Linked DNA regions of Mus musculus: regions 2, 3, 4 and 5 are each linked to region 1. The links are chromatin contacts, called in public HiChIP or PLAC-seq and promoter capture Hi-C maps. All regions are on one chromosome and are shown on one strand. Each heading gives the region's core, a stretch centred on a gene start, on an enhancer-like site or on the middle of the called end of the contact. The rest is flanking DNA. Distances are from core to core; before and after follow the strand shown.

Region 1 (2,700 bases), core at 3-2,502:
ACCTATCTATCTATCTATCTCTATTATCTATCCATCTATCACTTATGTACCCCAGGATAGCTTCTAGTTCTCCTTGAACTTATGCTATCCCTTCAACTACCTACCAACTCTCTCTCTCTCTCTCTCTCTCTCTCTCTCTCTCTCTCTCTCTCTCTCTCTCAATAGTGTCTCACTCAGTAGCCCACGCTGACTTGGAACTCACCATGTAGCCCAAGATGACCCTGGACTAAGAGCAATCCTCCTGCCTCAGCTTTTCAAATGTTGAGATCGCAGGCACGACCCACCAAACCTGTTTGATACATGTAATTCTTGCCATCTGTGTGAGCTAGGTGCCTACCATCCCCATTATATACAAGAAGGCAGAAAGAGAGGGCGCTTGCCCAAAGTCACATTGCAGCTAAGGAGAGCTGGGGTTAAATGTAGGCAGTGAGGACCTGAACCTCTTTAGGGAGGTGACCAGGGCTGCGGGATTGGACAACTCTGTAGCACCCCCCCCCCAACTCTGAGACTAAGTGGGGAGTGAGTGGTTCAGGGAAGAAGCTGTGATTGGGTCCCTGGCTGTCTTCACAAAAGCCAACTGTGGAGCAAGGTCCAATGATTATCACATGAAGATCAGAGTGCAAAGTCCTTAATTCGAAGACTTCCTCCTGCAATGCCTACAATCCATAGGGGTGAGAGTTTAACTAAAGGCCCAGGATTATGTGCTGTCAATCAGTGCCTCAACATTTGGAGCTTGCTGGGTGCCTTTCTACTCCATGGGTCTCATCCCACTGCCGCCTACAGGTCAGGGGCACAAGGGTCAGGCAGGGAAGCCAACGAGAAATGAGTCTGATAATTCCTGGTGATGAGCAGCTGCTGCTATGTGCAGTGGGGGAGGAAGAACGGGGGAATCCTGTTTGATGATTAGCCGGGACTTTAATTAACGTGGAACTGCATCTACCAGCTCTCCCCTCCTCCTGACCCTAACCTGTGTTTTGCCCTACGTCCTTGACAACCGAGGCTCCTTCTGGGTAGTAGAACTGGGCTTCGGTAAACAGATCTATTTGTGTGACTCCTCTTACTCATTTGAAGCAATGTCACTCCTTTTTCCACTGTGGTCTGTGTGTCTGAGTCAGAGGGAGCTACAACAGGGTTCTTTGAATTGATGGCTCACTCCCAGCCACATCTGACCGGCTGCCAACTTAGCAGGGCGTAGCTCACCAAGTTTTTTTTTTTTTAAATCCAGACTGATTCATAGAAACTCCTTTAAAACACGGGGAAAAGAAACCGCCCATCACACACCCCAGCACATCAGCCCAGGAAACTTATAACCTCGGGAGTCAGGTCCCTCCCCTCACTGTGGTTGCAAATCTCCTGAAGAGAGGACCAGACCAGCAGCCTGCTCTACCACCCAGGGCATCTGCCTCTCTCACTGGATACTCCAGGTAAGATTGTCCCCACACTGGAGAAACTCTGCAGAGCCCGCTCCTTTCTTTCCTCTCTTAGGCTCCTTGAAGCCCTCCCCTCTCTTCTTGCCTCTGCTATCCCTCTATGGCTCACAAAGAACGGAGTCCTTGAGACTTCTAGCTTAACGTAGTAGTGGAGGAATCTGGGATATCAGTGGGGGCCACATTCTCTTGCTGGTATGTGGATCCTTGCTCCGAGGAGACGGACGGAACGAGAAGGGACTTTGGAACAAACTTGAGTGCAATATTCTTTATGGAAGGAACTCTATGTGCCTTCGAAATGAATTAGCAGGGTTGGAAGATGTTTCCAAATCTTCTGTTTTCATTCAGATTACTTTGAGCTGAAATCTAGAAGGATGCTATGTTACCAAAACGCTCCGGCTTTTCTTTTCTCTCTGCGAAGGCAGGTTAAAGGCAGTCTCTGGGGAGAAAGTTTGTTCTGCTTTGTGGGTTGGTTATTGTTGTTTCTCTTTTACGCTTTTAGGTGACGGTGGATAAATATCTGAGTTTCAGTTAATTTTTGCGATTGCATTTACTGTCTGTCCCCCTCTTGTCTGTTGATGTCTGTTTAAGTATTTCGTTCTTTCTCTTGTTTTCCTCCACCCCCTTCTCACAGGAAGGGAAGAGGGGATTGGTTTGTTTAAAGAAAAACCGTTAGGGAAACAGAGGCAAAGGGTGTTTCAAATAAACCTTGGGAGGGGTTGATTTGGTGGAATGTGTGGGTTCCAGAATCCTTAGCCAGATGTGGAGGTGGAGGAAGGAGGCAGAGGGGAGAGGGTGGGGCTGGGGGCCTTCGGGGATTCCTGTAAGGTTGCTGAATGGCTCTGTGCTTCCACCCAGGCTTCTGCATTCTGGAGCCAACTTAGGAAAAAAAAAAAGATCTTTCAGAATCTATTAAAGGATTTTTTTTTCTAAGTGGACATGGAATTTTCTAGTGTGGCAGTGGTCATATGGGAATATTTACCTTATTTCTTTTGTGTAAAATATTATATAACTACAAACCCACGTGCTAAGTGCAAAAAGAACAAAGGCACTCGGCTGTGTTTGCTTTTGTTTTTATTAGCTTAGCATTTTGGTCGAATGTCTGTGGAGGTGTGGTTCATTTCAACACAGATGTGGGTTTTTTTTTTCTCCTCTCGTAAACAAGCCAGAGGAGAGTGACAGGATTCAGCTTGCCTGATGAAGAGCGAGGCGCCTTTCTCTTTAGAAATGCAGCTCGCTGGTTGGAAGAGAAAATTTAAAAGTAATTGGTGGG
Region 2 (2,755 bases), core at 219-2,718, 1.4 Mb after region 1:
TCCAAAGACCAGCCTCATGTGGTATAGGTAGGACAGGCCAAAGAACCAGCTTTTGTCCCAGGCTGGTGGCTGCACACAACTTTAATCCCAGCATTAGGGAGGCAGGCAGATCTCTGAGTTGAAGGCCAGCCTGGTTTTTATAGTGAGTTCCACGGCTGCCAGGGCTACAGGAAGAAAAGTCTCAAAAACTAAAACAAATAGAAAACCTACAAAGCTTCTTTTGCAGCTAGCTCTCCAGGTGGGTGTGTCAAGGAGCAGATGACGAAAGCTCGTTCTAGGAGGGCAGAATTCAGCCAAGGAGCTATGGCTGAGCCGGAATTGCTGTGGCACTCACAAGCACAGACCCTGGAGTCAGATAGTCAGATTTGAAAGTCGCCCCTGGCTATACTGGAGACTAATTTCCATGAGTATGGTATGAGGGAACAGAGGTGCTCTTCTCTGGGCTTCCGGTTTTTGATTGTTTCCAGGTAGTTTCTCTCTTAGGCCAGGCTCAATTCAAGTTCTCCATACTCCTGCATCAGCTGGGTTTATAGGCACTGAACACCATAGTCTGCTTACTGTTGTATTTTATTTAAAAAAAAAAAAAAAAAGCCGGGGACGTTTGGTGGAGGAGCGTTATTGTGCACGTAGGGGGTAGAGGGGGTGCGGCCCATGCTGAGGTACCAGCCACAGGACGGTATAGTAGTTTATTTAGGGCATGAGGTGAGTTGAGGGGGTAGTAGCGAGAGCGAGAGAGAGAGAGAGAGCGAGAGCGAGAGCGAGAGCGAGAGAGAGAGAGAGAGAGAGAAAAGGCCGAGGGGGTGTGCGGGTGGAGGCCGGCCATGAACACGTGGAGAGAGGGGTAGGGGAATGGGAGAGAAGGGACAGAGGGCTAAGAGAGTAAGAAAGCAAGAGAAAAGTGTGGGTGTGTGTGTGGGGGGGGGCAAGCAGCTTCTTTTACAGTGGGTCAGGCACACCTGGCTGCTGCCAGGTAACTGTGGGGCGGAGCCTAGAAGAAATGCCAACACCATCATTTTTATTTTTTGAGATAAGGTCTCACTTCCTAGCTTGGTCTATAACGCACAAAGTAGCCCAGGCTGTCTTTGTATTGGTAATCCTCCTACTTCAGCTCTTTCTCCCTCCAAAAGCTAGGATTACTGATTTGAACCAAGTATGGCTTTGCTTAACTCCCCGTTTTCGCTGCCCTCCCTCCGTTCCTTCCTTATTAGGCTGGTATGGATCTTGGAATATCTACAGCTGACCTTAGGCTCCGGGCAATCTTGTATCGGCTACCCTAGTGCTGGGATTGCAGACTCGAACCACCCAGTTAACTACATCCTGGCAGCCAATCCCAACAAGTTTGAGGATGCCTGTGAACTATGTAAATTAGGACTAGAAATTTGAGCTTTTGATTGGGAGACATCTGGATGGGCGGGGGCTCTGCTTCCGCGAGCTGATTGGGTACGGTACCTGCCTGTCACGGGCGGCAGCGGCTGCAGTTTGGCGAGGCAGTTCCGGGGTGGCGCGCGTCGTCCCGGAACTGAGCGAGCCGGTGTTGGAGTTCCAGGCGCGGGGTCGAGCATGTCCGGGCGAGGCAAGCAGGGCGGTAAGGTGCGCGCCAAGGCCAAGTCGCGCTCGTCGCGCGCGGGCCTGCAGTTCCCCGTGGGCCGCGTTCACCGGCTGCTGCGGAAGGGCAACTACGCGGAGCGCGTGGGCGCGGGAGCGCCCGTGTACCTGGCGGCGGTGCTGGAGTACCTGACGGCCGAGATCCTGGAGCTGGCGGGCAACGCGGCGAGGGACAACAAGAAGACGCGCATCATCCCTCGTCACCTGCAGCTGGCCATCCGCAACGACGAGGAGCTCAACAAGCTGCTGGGCCGTGTGACCATCGCGCAGGGCGGCGTCCTGCCCAATATCCAGGCCGTGCTGCTGCCCAAGAAGACGGAGAGCCAGAAGGTGAAGAGCAAGTGAACCCGACAGACGGGTGCAGAGCCCGCCCGCCACAGTCCGCAGCCAATAAAGTCGGTGAAAAGCGAGTAATCTAGAGAGCTGTGTAGTCGCGGGACCGAGGGGGTGTTGGGTGGGGACGAGTTCCAACTTTGAGCGTGACGCAGGCCACCTGTGTGGCCATGTGCGAGCCGGAGGAACCCAGCGGGTGGATTGGGAGAGCCCCGTCGCATCACCGTGGGCAGGAGAAGCGGACCTAGTGCCCAGAGGCTACTCTGGAATTGGCTTTGCCTAACTCCCCAGTCTTAGGGAAAAGTGGTAGGGAAGGTGTTGCGAGCTGTGAACAAGAAGTTGCCTCGCTTGTCATACATAGGAAGGTTGAGCTATATGTACCCTAGCCATTTGGAAAAGACAGGAACTTGGGATCCTTGGTGGGTGCTAGTTATTTATGGTAGTATTTAAGCTAATAGATGTTACGTATTCGTGATCTGAATGCCAGCCATCTTCACATTGCACACTTGTGTTCAATATTCTTTATAATGAAGTAACTTGTGCAATACGGAAGTGAGTCACGAAGTTTGCGCTCTGGATGGTGTTGCGTAACAGCGGGGCCCTCGGTCTTAAGTAGTGTATGTTTAGCAGCTCCTAAAATGATCTTCTCTTGGTGCTTGCGGTGGTGTTACCCCTCATCCCTGCATTTGGGAAGTAGAACGCCTTTCGTGGCTAGATAGCGAGTTTGTGGCCGTTTCTGAACTACATTAGACCGTGTCTCAAAATATGTTTCTGTCTCCCCTCGAGTTTTAGCTGCATGGCAGCCTCTTATCCAGCA
Region 3 (2,700 bases), core at 34-2,533, 1.2 Mb after region 1:
GTGGTCAATGAAGTGGAGATAAGAGCTAGAGATCTTGAGAGCAGTTACCTCAGGTTTGGATGATGGACACAGTGAGGAGAAGAGGGTTGGCTGTTAAGGAGAGGACCATTAGTGTTAGTTCTGAATGGTGGGTGTTCTAGCCCATGTTTGTTAACCCAGGACTTTGGAAGGCAGATGCATGAAGAATGCTATATGTTTTAGGCTAGTCTAGGTCTAAAGAGTGAGACTGTCTCAACCAAACAAAACCTGTTGAATCCAGACGAGCCTAGACTAGAATTTATCTGTTGAGTTGGACTGTTGTTTTTCTGGGACACGGAACAAAAGGTATAAGCCACGACAGCAGCCTGATATTCTCTTTTCTTGTTTTTATTAGAAGGAGAAAACCCAGTATCTAAACAGGTTGGCTAAAAACTGTATGGATGAGTGTACAGCTAGGTTATTTTTCAGCTTTTATTGAAGTTTGACTGTTATTTAGTCTCTGAGCCTGTTATGGATATCACAGATTGGTGGTAAAGCCTGCCATTAGACTCAGTAACAATTGAGATAGTACCCAAGGTTTATCAGGTTAGCTATACTGTGAGCACATCTATTCAGAACAGTCGTAGTTTACTAACATCTTGATTTTATTGAATAAACGAAACCATCCTCAGCCACAATGCTCTAAGGCTCCTGTGGCTTGGCCAGGTAAGGTATCACAAATACCTTCGGGGGGTAGATGCAGGAGGATTGCGAGTTTGAGGGCAGCTTGAATGTACTGTGGATTCAGGGTTTTGGTTAGTGAGATTGTCCCAAAAAAATACAAAACAAGGGTTGGTGTCATACTTCAGTGATATGAAGCATGTAGTATGGTCAAGGCCCAGGCTTGACCCCCCCCCCCAGACTAATTTTTTTTTTGTAACTTTTATTTTTATTTTTATTTTATTTTATTTTGTTTTCTAATATAGCTTTTAAGACAGTTTTCACAGACATTGTCCAGTTCATCTCATGGAAACTTGAATAATGTCTCTTTTAAGACTGAGTAATTAAAAAAATGTATATGTAATATATCAAGTGTATACAGAAATAGAATGAGATAAGGAAACACGTGAATTATCATCTCTTGCGGCCAGTCTGTCTGTCACCTCTCTTATGCCTTAAACAGTCGTAGTAAGTGCCCACATTTAGATAGCACAACACAAGAACACTGAGCTTGAACCCGTGTGCGGAAGGATGGAGGAGCCTGGCTCCAGAGCTGCTGGAGCCTGAGAAGCAGAACAGGCCCTTTGTGTGCCTTGGGGCCTTTCTTCTGCCAAGTTTGCTGGGGTGTTCTCAGATGTGGCTTGATTATACCTCCCCACTTCCGGACTAGGTTGCACCCTTTGTCCTCCGGTTCCCCTTCCCTGGGAGTCTCTGGTCTTCATTGACTTTATACTAGTACCATTGACTTTATACTAGTAGCTCTGTGTATCCTGGGAGTGTACTCAGGACATTCAGACTACAAAGAGATATTTAATTTTATGGGAACTTATTAAAATATGCTTTGTTACCACCTTAGTTTTTAAGACTGTATCATTCCAACTAAAAAATGTGGTTGTAAAGTCTAACCATTCTGCTAGATTGAGTACTTTTGAAGCTTAGATTTTGTCAAAACAATTTAATTAGCTTTTTAAAATTAAAATCAACGTGATCAAATGAATATAGGATTTAGACAGATTTGACACTCTTCTTGTGATGGCCGTGTTCCATTAAAGGTAAAATAGAAAAGGTAAATAGAAAGAAAAAGGGGCTCTTGAGTGGGGTTCGAGGGACTGGCTTTCTCCTCTCTTTTCTGGACTGAAATGGAGGCTTGCTTTCAGGCAATTCCCTGGTGTGCACTCTGCGTGATTTGGCTCTATCTCTGTTACTGCTAATACGTGGCCTGGATTTCAAGTTGTTTGGGATCGGAATGTGCCCAGACTCTGTATTGCAAGTCCGGATTCCCAGGCATTTTGTTGCAAAACTGGCTTGCTGCCTTCTTTTTTCTTTTCTGTGTCCTAAGTGGCTGCATTGTTTGTTGCAGTATATGCATTAGCTATCTGTGTTCAGTTTATTGCAGCCTGACAAAGTGGGAGGGGCTTGCTTTGCTCCATGGCTGAGTTTTCACTGTGTGAGTTCTTCAGTGCACAGTGCAGCCATCTTAATTACACTTTTGTGCAACTGAGACTGTGCAGCTGTCTCAAAATGGCTGCTAACCCAATCCCTGAAGCTGCATAGGCAGCAAGTGTGCCAGTGAGGAGACTTGTCACATGCACCAGGATCAGAGGTAAGAGCCAGGAAGCTTTGATCTTTAAGCATTACAATTAGAAAACATTAGAACATGACCAAGCTTGGATAGGAAGGAGAACTCGCATGTGAAAAAGTTGGCATGTTTACTAAGACCTGTAAGCTTGTGTTAGAGAAACCGTGTGTTGGGATGGTGAGGTCAAAGGTTAAATTCCTCCTGTGATTCCTCACCAGTTTGTTGTCATTGTCAGGACACTGGATCACCACAGTGGTGCTTTTCTGATCCATGCCGAATTTAATGCTCCTTGTGTATTTGATAATTAATTCATTAGATATTTGTAGAAATTCAAACTGTATATTGAGAGTTTTTTAAGAAGCCATTAATTAGCCTTGTTTAGAAAGATTATGATTTTCTGACTTTTAAAATGAGATTTTTATGGTAGTTTTATAAAAAGAATG
Region 4 (2,700 bases), core at 10-2,509, 1.0 Mb after region 1:
GTAGTTACCTCATAGCAGTGATAAACCACTATTTTTTCAGCACCTAGCAACAAGGGAAGGCAGTAACGATCCAGCTGAGGCTCCGTCCTGGATGAATACCACCTAGAAATAACTTTGGTTCCCACACATTTTCTTTTTAAAACTGATTCCCGCACATTTTTTCTTCTTTTAGAGTATTATATTTATTTTATTTTATTTATGTATGTGCACGTGTCTGTGTGAGTGGATGCCACGTGTGTGGATGCCCATGGAGGCCAGAAGAGGGTGTCGGATCCTCTAGATCTGGAGCCGCGGGTACTGGGAACCCTGCAGAAGAGCAGCCAGCACTCTTGACTGCTGAGCCATCTTGCCAATCCAGTGAAGCATTTTCAGTATTGTCTGTGTAGATAGGGAGGTAATATCTAGGTCTGAGGAGGATTCGATTGGGTCGATAAAGACCGGAATGGGAGCATGAAGGGACAAAGAGGAAATTGTGCTAAAAATGGGTTGCCATCCATATTTTCTAACAAGCCACCACCCTCATTTCCTGCCTCCCTCCCCCTCCCTGTTTCTCTCTCTGACACCATCCCTAACCTCTGAGACTATCCCTGAAGCTGATATCATTATAACTCACAGCACCAAGAAAGTGGGTTCAACTACTTAGAATAAACCTATTTAGGAAAAAAAAAAAAAAGATAGCTGACCAGATATACATTTTTTTTCTCCCAATGAGGGGAGAAGTCTATGTTTCTTTCCATATTTCCCAGGGTCCAAGAACCACTGTTCGAATAAGTGCATGTTGCCATGGAAACCCAATTCATCATTACCATCATCAACAGTTACTAAACGCCTGCTAGTGCTGTTCTGAGTTACTTCCTACTTAGAAAAGAAAGAGATGATGTTTGCTGTGAGAGAATTTCTAATTATAAAGACTTCTAGAATAGAACTCGCTGGATGAGGAAAGGATGAACCTTTATCATCCATCACTGCCGGGAGCCAGGGATGCAGGGATTCACAAGACTCAGCTCCTAGCCACAGAGTTCAGCTGCAGGTGGGCAGGGGGCAGCATCAGGAAGGAGTGGTTACTGGACAACATGGAAATGTGGGGATGGACCCCAAAACCATCAGATTGGACACCAGAAGCACATACTTGCTCTGCATGTTTGTATACCGGTCCCTTGCTTCAGTGTGTATCTCTGAAGGTAACATCTTAAGACCCATCATGCACAGGGCACAGTTCCTACGTCCTCCCCCTAGATTCCTTCCCTGCTCCATGTCGTTGCTTTCGTGCCCCACCCCCTGTCACATGCAAACAGCACTCCTATAAAAAGTGTAAAGGATGGAAGTGTGGCTTCAGCAAGCTGTTAAGCCACAGAACTCATGAATAATTTAGACTCCACCGACTGCCAATGAGTCTCTGATCCAAAACTCTGGGTCCAGGGAGCCAATGCTGGGCAGGGCACCTGGGAGGGCTAATATGATGCCCTGGGGAGTGATTCATCTTTATTTATTCTGTGTTGTCAGCAAGCCTTGATGCAGGATGCTGACTGCCTGTCTGGATCTGCAATGCTTTTGGATCACCCTCTGGGGCCCTACTTGTTGCCAACCCTCCGTTAGTTGCTTCTTGCCAGGCCTCTGTGACAGACCCAACTAACTGCCTCGACTCCTGCATCTCACCACACTGTCCGTCACCTCTTCCAGTCCATCTACACTTGCCCCGCATATCCTACACCCCACCTATGCATCCACCGCAAAGCAAGCTTCACCCAACGGCAGTGGTTCTCAACCTGTGTGTCCCGACCCCTGCAGAGCAAATTATGCATTTCATAACAGTAGCAAAATTACAGATATGAAGTAGCCATGAAATAATCTGATGGTTGGGGATTGGGTTGCCACAAGGTAAGGGACTGTATTAAAGGGCTGCAGCAATAGGAAGATTGAGAACCACTGCCCAACAGGGTAGCTTTTTGTCCCCCTTTTGCAGTGGCTACGCACAATCCTATGTCCTACAGGAATGAAATGAGTGTGCTAACCCTCTTACATGACAGTGGGGTTCCCTAGAGAAGTTAAAGCAAAAGGTGGGCTAGTAAGCTTCACAGGCCAAGGACGTGGAATCAATACTGCAGTCTGCCCCATTTTCAAAGCTGCTGCAGTTCTTAAATGTGATCCTGAGAACATCAAGCCTTGTAGGCCATGAACACTCTATCTCCCTTCTGGGCAAAAGTAAGGTGATACTTAAGGGGTTTCTAAGAGTTGCATCCTGTTTCCTACAGGGAAAGGATGGCTAAAGGAAGGCCCACAGTTCATAGTGTCTAAAGTAGGTCTAGAGATAGACTATTATTATTGCACTGCCTAAAGCCTGCTTGGGTCAGCCTCTGCAGCCGGAACTCTGCGTAATAAGCTCAAATGTCACTTCCTTAATCCAGAGCCTCTGTGTTCACCTCCTCACATATGGCTTATAATCCTGTCTCCCCAGTCGCTGATACTTGAACTGGTGACACCTTCCTCCATCCACTGTCTCACCTCTTAGGGGCTAACATGCCCTCTACCAGACAATGCTTCCAACTTCACCAGAGTGTGACCACTGCAAACTATGTACCCATCGTCTTCCATGTCCAGGCGATGGATTATTAATATTGCCCCTGCGGGGACATGGAGTATTCAGGAAGACACAGTGGCTAGAGTTCTCCAGGGAGCCAAAGCAAGGAACTCCACTGAAGA
Region 5 (2,700 bases), core at 62-2,561, 1.5 Mb after region 1:
AGTATTAGAACTCCTCAAACTTAACATTAAAGTATATTCTTACTAGCACATATGACTCCTGATTTATGTATTTTGAGGGAATTAAAAGTGGTAGTCACGGTAGGGAAATATTTTAAGGCCAGGCTTTCATTATTATCACTTCTTTCTCTTCCATTCCAAATGAATGAAACTTCCAAAAATTAGCCTTGCCCATAGTAAAAAAAGGAACAAATATTTCCTGTTCAAAGTGTGCGACACTTTCCTACAGGCTACATCTCCTGTGGCTCCCCCTTTAAGCATTAAACAAATCTACTTTCTTTCTACATTAGGAAAGGGAAGATCCCGAGGTAAATTTGAGACTCTAATTCCCTTGGCTCCTTAGGTGGGACTCTGTAAGTTGTTTTAGTTAATGCTTTTTTTCATCAAGCGTTCAGCTGGCCGGCTCCCTGCTGCTTCCCAGATATTTCAGAACTGATCGGTGTCGATTATGTCATTACAGATGTTTCTCTATCAGAAAGCAGAAGGGGCAGGAGTTTGGGAAGAAGGGAAGAGAAGGGTACTGACTATAGGGAACTACAAAAAGGCACGGATACAACAAATTCTATTTTTGATCTTTTCTTTAGTGTTTCCCTTCTTAAACCAGCCTCGGGCTCTCGTTTTGACGCCATCCCATCACACACACCTAAAAACCAATCAGCTACGAGTCAAGGAGAATTTTTACAAGACCATAGTGCCTCTGCCTGCAAACGTTGGCAGAGACAAGGTCAAAAGACCATGGGAACCCAGGCAGCACAAACGCAACCCGACCGGTCCGGTCCGGTCCGGGTCCACTCCAGGAGGCCTCACAGCAACTGCCGAAACCATAGCGACGGTTGATAGCGACTCGAGCGGCTAGACGTCAGCCCGCCGCCACCGGTCGCCGCACTCGGGCGGTGGGTCTGACCCGGCGGGAGATCCCGCCCGAGAACCCGTCGGACGCAGTGCCAGGCCGGCCCCGAGCCCTGAAACCCGAGGCTCCCGCCACCCCGGGCCCAGCGGAGGAAGAGCGCGGCCTCTGGGCCTGGTGTTTCAGAGAAGGCTTCGCAGGCCCCGGGGAGGGTCGCGGAAAACGGAGCACCGAGTCCCCACGCACTCACACGACTGCGAGGCTCCCGGGACGGCGAGAGCAGCTAGCGGGCGGTCCCGGAGGACTCTCTGCGAAGGGGCCTTCACCTCTGCCCCTCGGTCAACCACCCGGGAACCGCCATCTTGAAACCTCGCGCCCCTCCGCCAGCTCACGTCACTTCCTGTTCCCGCTGGCCGCGATCTCACCGCGTTGCCAGGCACTGGGCCCATAGAGCGAATACAACAACTTCAGAGCCAGAGGTACTTCCGCTCTCATTCACTATCCGATTGGATAACTATAGGCCAAGAGACCCGCCTCATTCCAGAGTATTGTAGATTGACACTAATATAACCCAATAGAAATAAAAAGTAAGGAAGCTGCTATTTGATTGGCCAATTGTTCTCAGAATTCTGACGCATTTCCGCAACTGCTTCTCTCTGGGGACACACTAGGTAGCGGTATGCGTACGCTTCTGTGTCGGCCATTGGATCTGTGTTAGTTGTCGTGTGTAAATGGATGCTGTTTTTCAGGAATGCTTCCATAGAAAACAAGTTAGGTAATAACACTGGGCACCGAGTCTAAGGTGCTCAGCAAACATCAGCCCTCTAAACCTACAGCATGTGATGAACTGAACAAATAGTTCCTAGGGGAGACTCATAAATCTACACGAAAATGTATATTTTAAAAGAGAAACGGTACATTTGTCGATTTTCCAGAGGAGAAGTTATTACATAACACTTCAAATGAACTTTGCATCAACCCAAACTCCTTTATGATGTCATTGCACACTCTAGATTTATCTGAAGTCTTCCTTTGAGGGTTCTCTAGAGTCACAGAACTTGTGGATAGTCTCTATATAGAAAGGGACTTTGTTATGATGACTTACGGTCTGTAGTCCACCTCCCCAACAATGGTCAGCTGTGAATGGGAAGTCCAAGGATCTAGGAGTTGCTCAGTCCCACCAGGCTAGTAGATTCCAACTGATGGGCTGGCAAGTAAATGCAAGCAGAGGAGGAAGAGAAAAACTTCCATCTTCCAATGTCTTATAGATCTCCAGAAGAAGGTGTGGTTCAGATTAAAGGTGTGTACCGCCACGCCTGGATCTGGGCCTTGTACTCAGAGATCTTACCTTACTCTCCTGGGGATACATAGCCACTATGCCTCAAGATTTCCATGCCAAGATCAAGGTCAGAAACTTGTATTTCCCAGCCTCAAGATCTGGATCACAGGTGAACCTTCCAATTCTGGATTGTGGTTTGTTCTAGATATAGCTGATAACCAGAAATAGCTATTATATTTCCCTTCTACATCCCCATTCCTTAAGACTCCTCCCCATCCTTTCCCCTTAAAGGTAAGCATTTAAAACGAAATCTTCATAAAGTGTGAACTTGGTCTGTCTCGAAAAAAAACCAAAAAGCAAAACAAAACAACAAAAAACCAAAAACAAAAAAACACAAATCAAAAAACCAAAAACACCCTCACACTTGGTTATTTTTCAACTTAGTTTCAGCATCCTTAACAGAAAAGGTCCTAAGGGAATTTTTGACATCAAGTACTTTGAAAGAACTGATTGAGGTGTATATTAATTTTTAGGATGTTGTAGATAGGCACTAATG

What was found. Promoter capture Hi-C pulls out the DNA fragments that hold promoters and counts their contacts. HiChIP or PLAC-seq counts read pairs in DNA pulled down with a chosen protein or histone mark. Capture Hi-C pulls out chosen DNA fragments and counts their contacts.
Region 2: an HNF4G HiChIP or PLAC-seq map of pancreatic cancer cells shows a contact between it and region 1. The contact joins the promoter of H2aj here to the promoter of Emp1 in region 1. A contact is called at or near these places in 2 of 39 promoter capture datasets (embryonic stem cells and hippocampal neurons) and 3 of 115 datasets of contacts at active chromatin or transcription factors (astrocytes, large pre-B cells and pancreatic cancer cells).
Region 3: a contact with region 1 is called in a promoter capture Hi-C map of embryonic stem cells, with 2.3 times the contacts expected there. The contact joins the enhancer-like site here to the promoter of Emp1 in region 1. A contact is called at or near these places in 2 of 39 promoter capture datasets (embryonic stem cells and hippocampal neurons) and 2 of 115 datasets of contacts at active chromatin or transcription factors (astrocytes and large pre-B cells).
Region 4: a contact with region 1 is called in a promoter capture Hi-C map of hippocampal neurons, with 2.8 times the contacts expected there. The contact joins the enhancer-like site here to the promoter of Emp1 in region 1. A contact is called at or near these places in 4 of 39 promoter capture datasets (embryonic stem cells, hippocampal neurons, liver and 1 more) and 1 of 115 datasets of contacts at active chromatin or transcription factors (embryonic basal ganglia).
Region 5: a promoter capture Hi-C map of adipose tissue shows a contact between it and region 1, with 2.4 times the contacts expected there. The contact joins the promoter of Wbp11 here to the promoter of Emp1 in region 1. A contact is called at or near these places in 1 of 39 promoter capture datasets (hippocampal neurons), 2 of 115 datasets of contacts at active chromatin or transcription factors (the NIH/3T3 cell line and extraembryonic endoderm stem cells) and 1 of 9 other capture datasets (adipose tissue).

The regions. Positions count from the first base shown.
Region 1 is chr6:135,361,679-135,364,378 of GRCm38.p6, forward strand. Emp1 (epithelial membrane protein 1) reads left to right here and starts at 1,253. Exons shown (of 5, transcript NM_010128.4): 1 at 1,253-1,424.
Region 2 is chr6:136,806,780-136,809,534 of GRCm38.p6, forward strand. It overlaps H2aj (H2J.A histone), which reads left to right and starts at 1,469. Exons shown (of 1, transcript NM_177688.4): 1 at 1,469-2,755. The coding sequence starts at 1,561. The coding sequence ends at 1,950.
Region 3 is chr6:136,530,773-136,533,472 of GRCm38.p6, forward strand. All of the region lies in intron 1 of Atf7ip (activating transcription factor 7 interacting protein), which reads left to right. Among named protein-coding and RNA genes, the nearest start is that of Atf7ip, 13 kb to the left of the region's middle. Within about 2 kb of position 1,284, at least 307 of the 459 cell types and tissues checked have an H3K27ac peak or open chromatin away from gene starts, as enhancers often do. A contact at or near this core is called in astrocytes, embryonic stem cells and hippocampal neurons, where this site is marked.
Region 4 is chr6:136,363,307-136,366,006 of GRCm38.p6, forward strand. No RefSeq gene overlaps it. Among named protein-coding and RNA genes, the nearest start is that of Eif4a3l1, 37 kb to the left of the region's middle. Within about 2 kb of position 1,260, at least 23 of the 459 cell types and tissues checked have an H3K27ac peak or open chromatin away from gene starts, as enhancers often do. A contact at or near this core is called in hippocampal neurons, where this site is marked.
Region 5 is chr6:136,826,905-136,829,604 of GRCm38.p6, forward strand. It overlaps Wbp11 (WW domain binding protein 11), which reads right to left and starts at 1,312. Exons shown (of 12, transcript NM_021714.4): 1 at 1,116-1,312. It overlaps BC049715 (cDNA sequence BC049715), which reads left to right and starts at 1,939. Exons shown (of 3, transcript NM_178776.3): 1 at 1,939-2,165.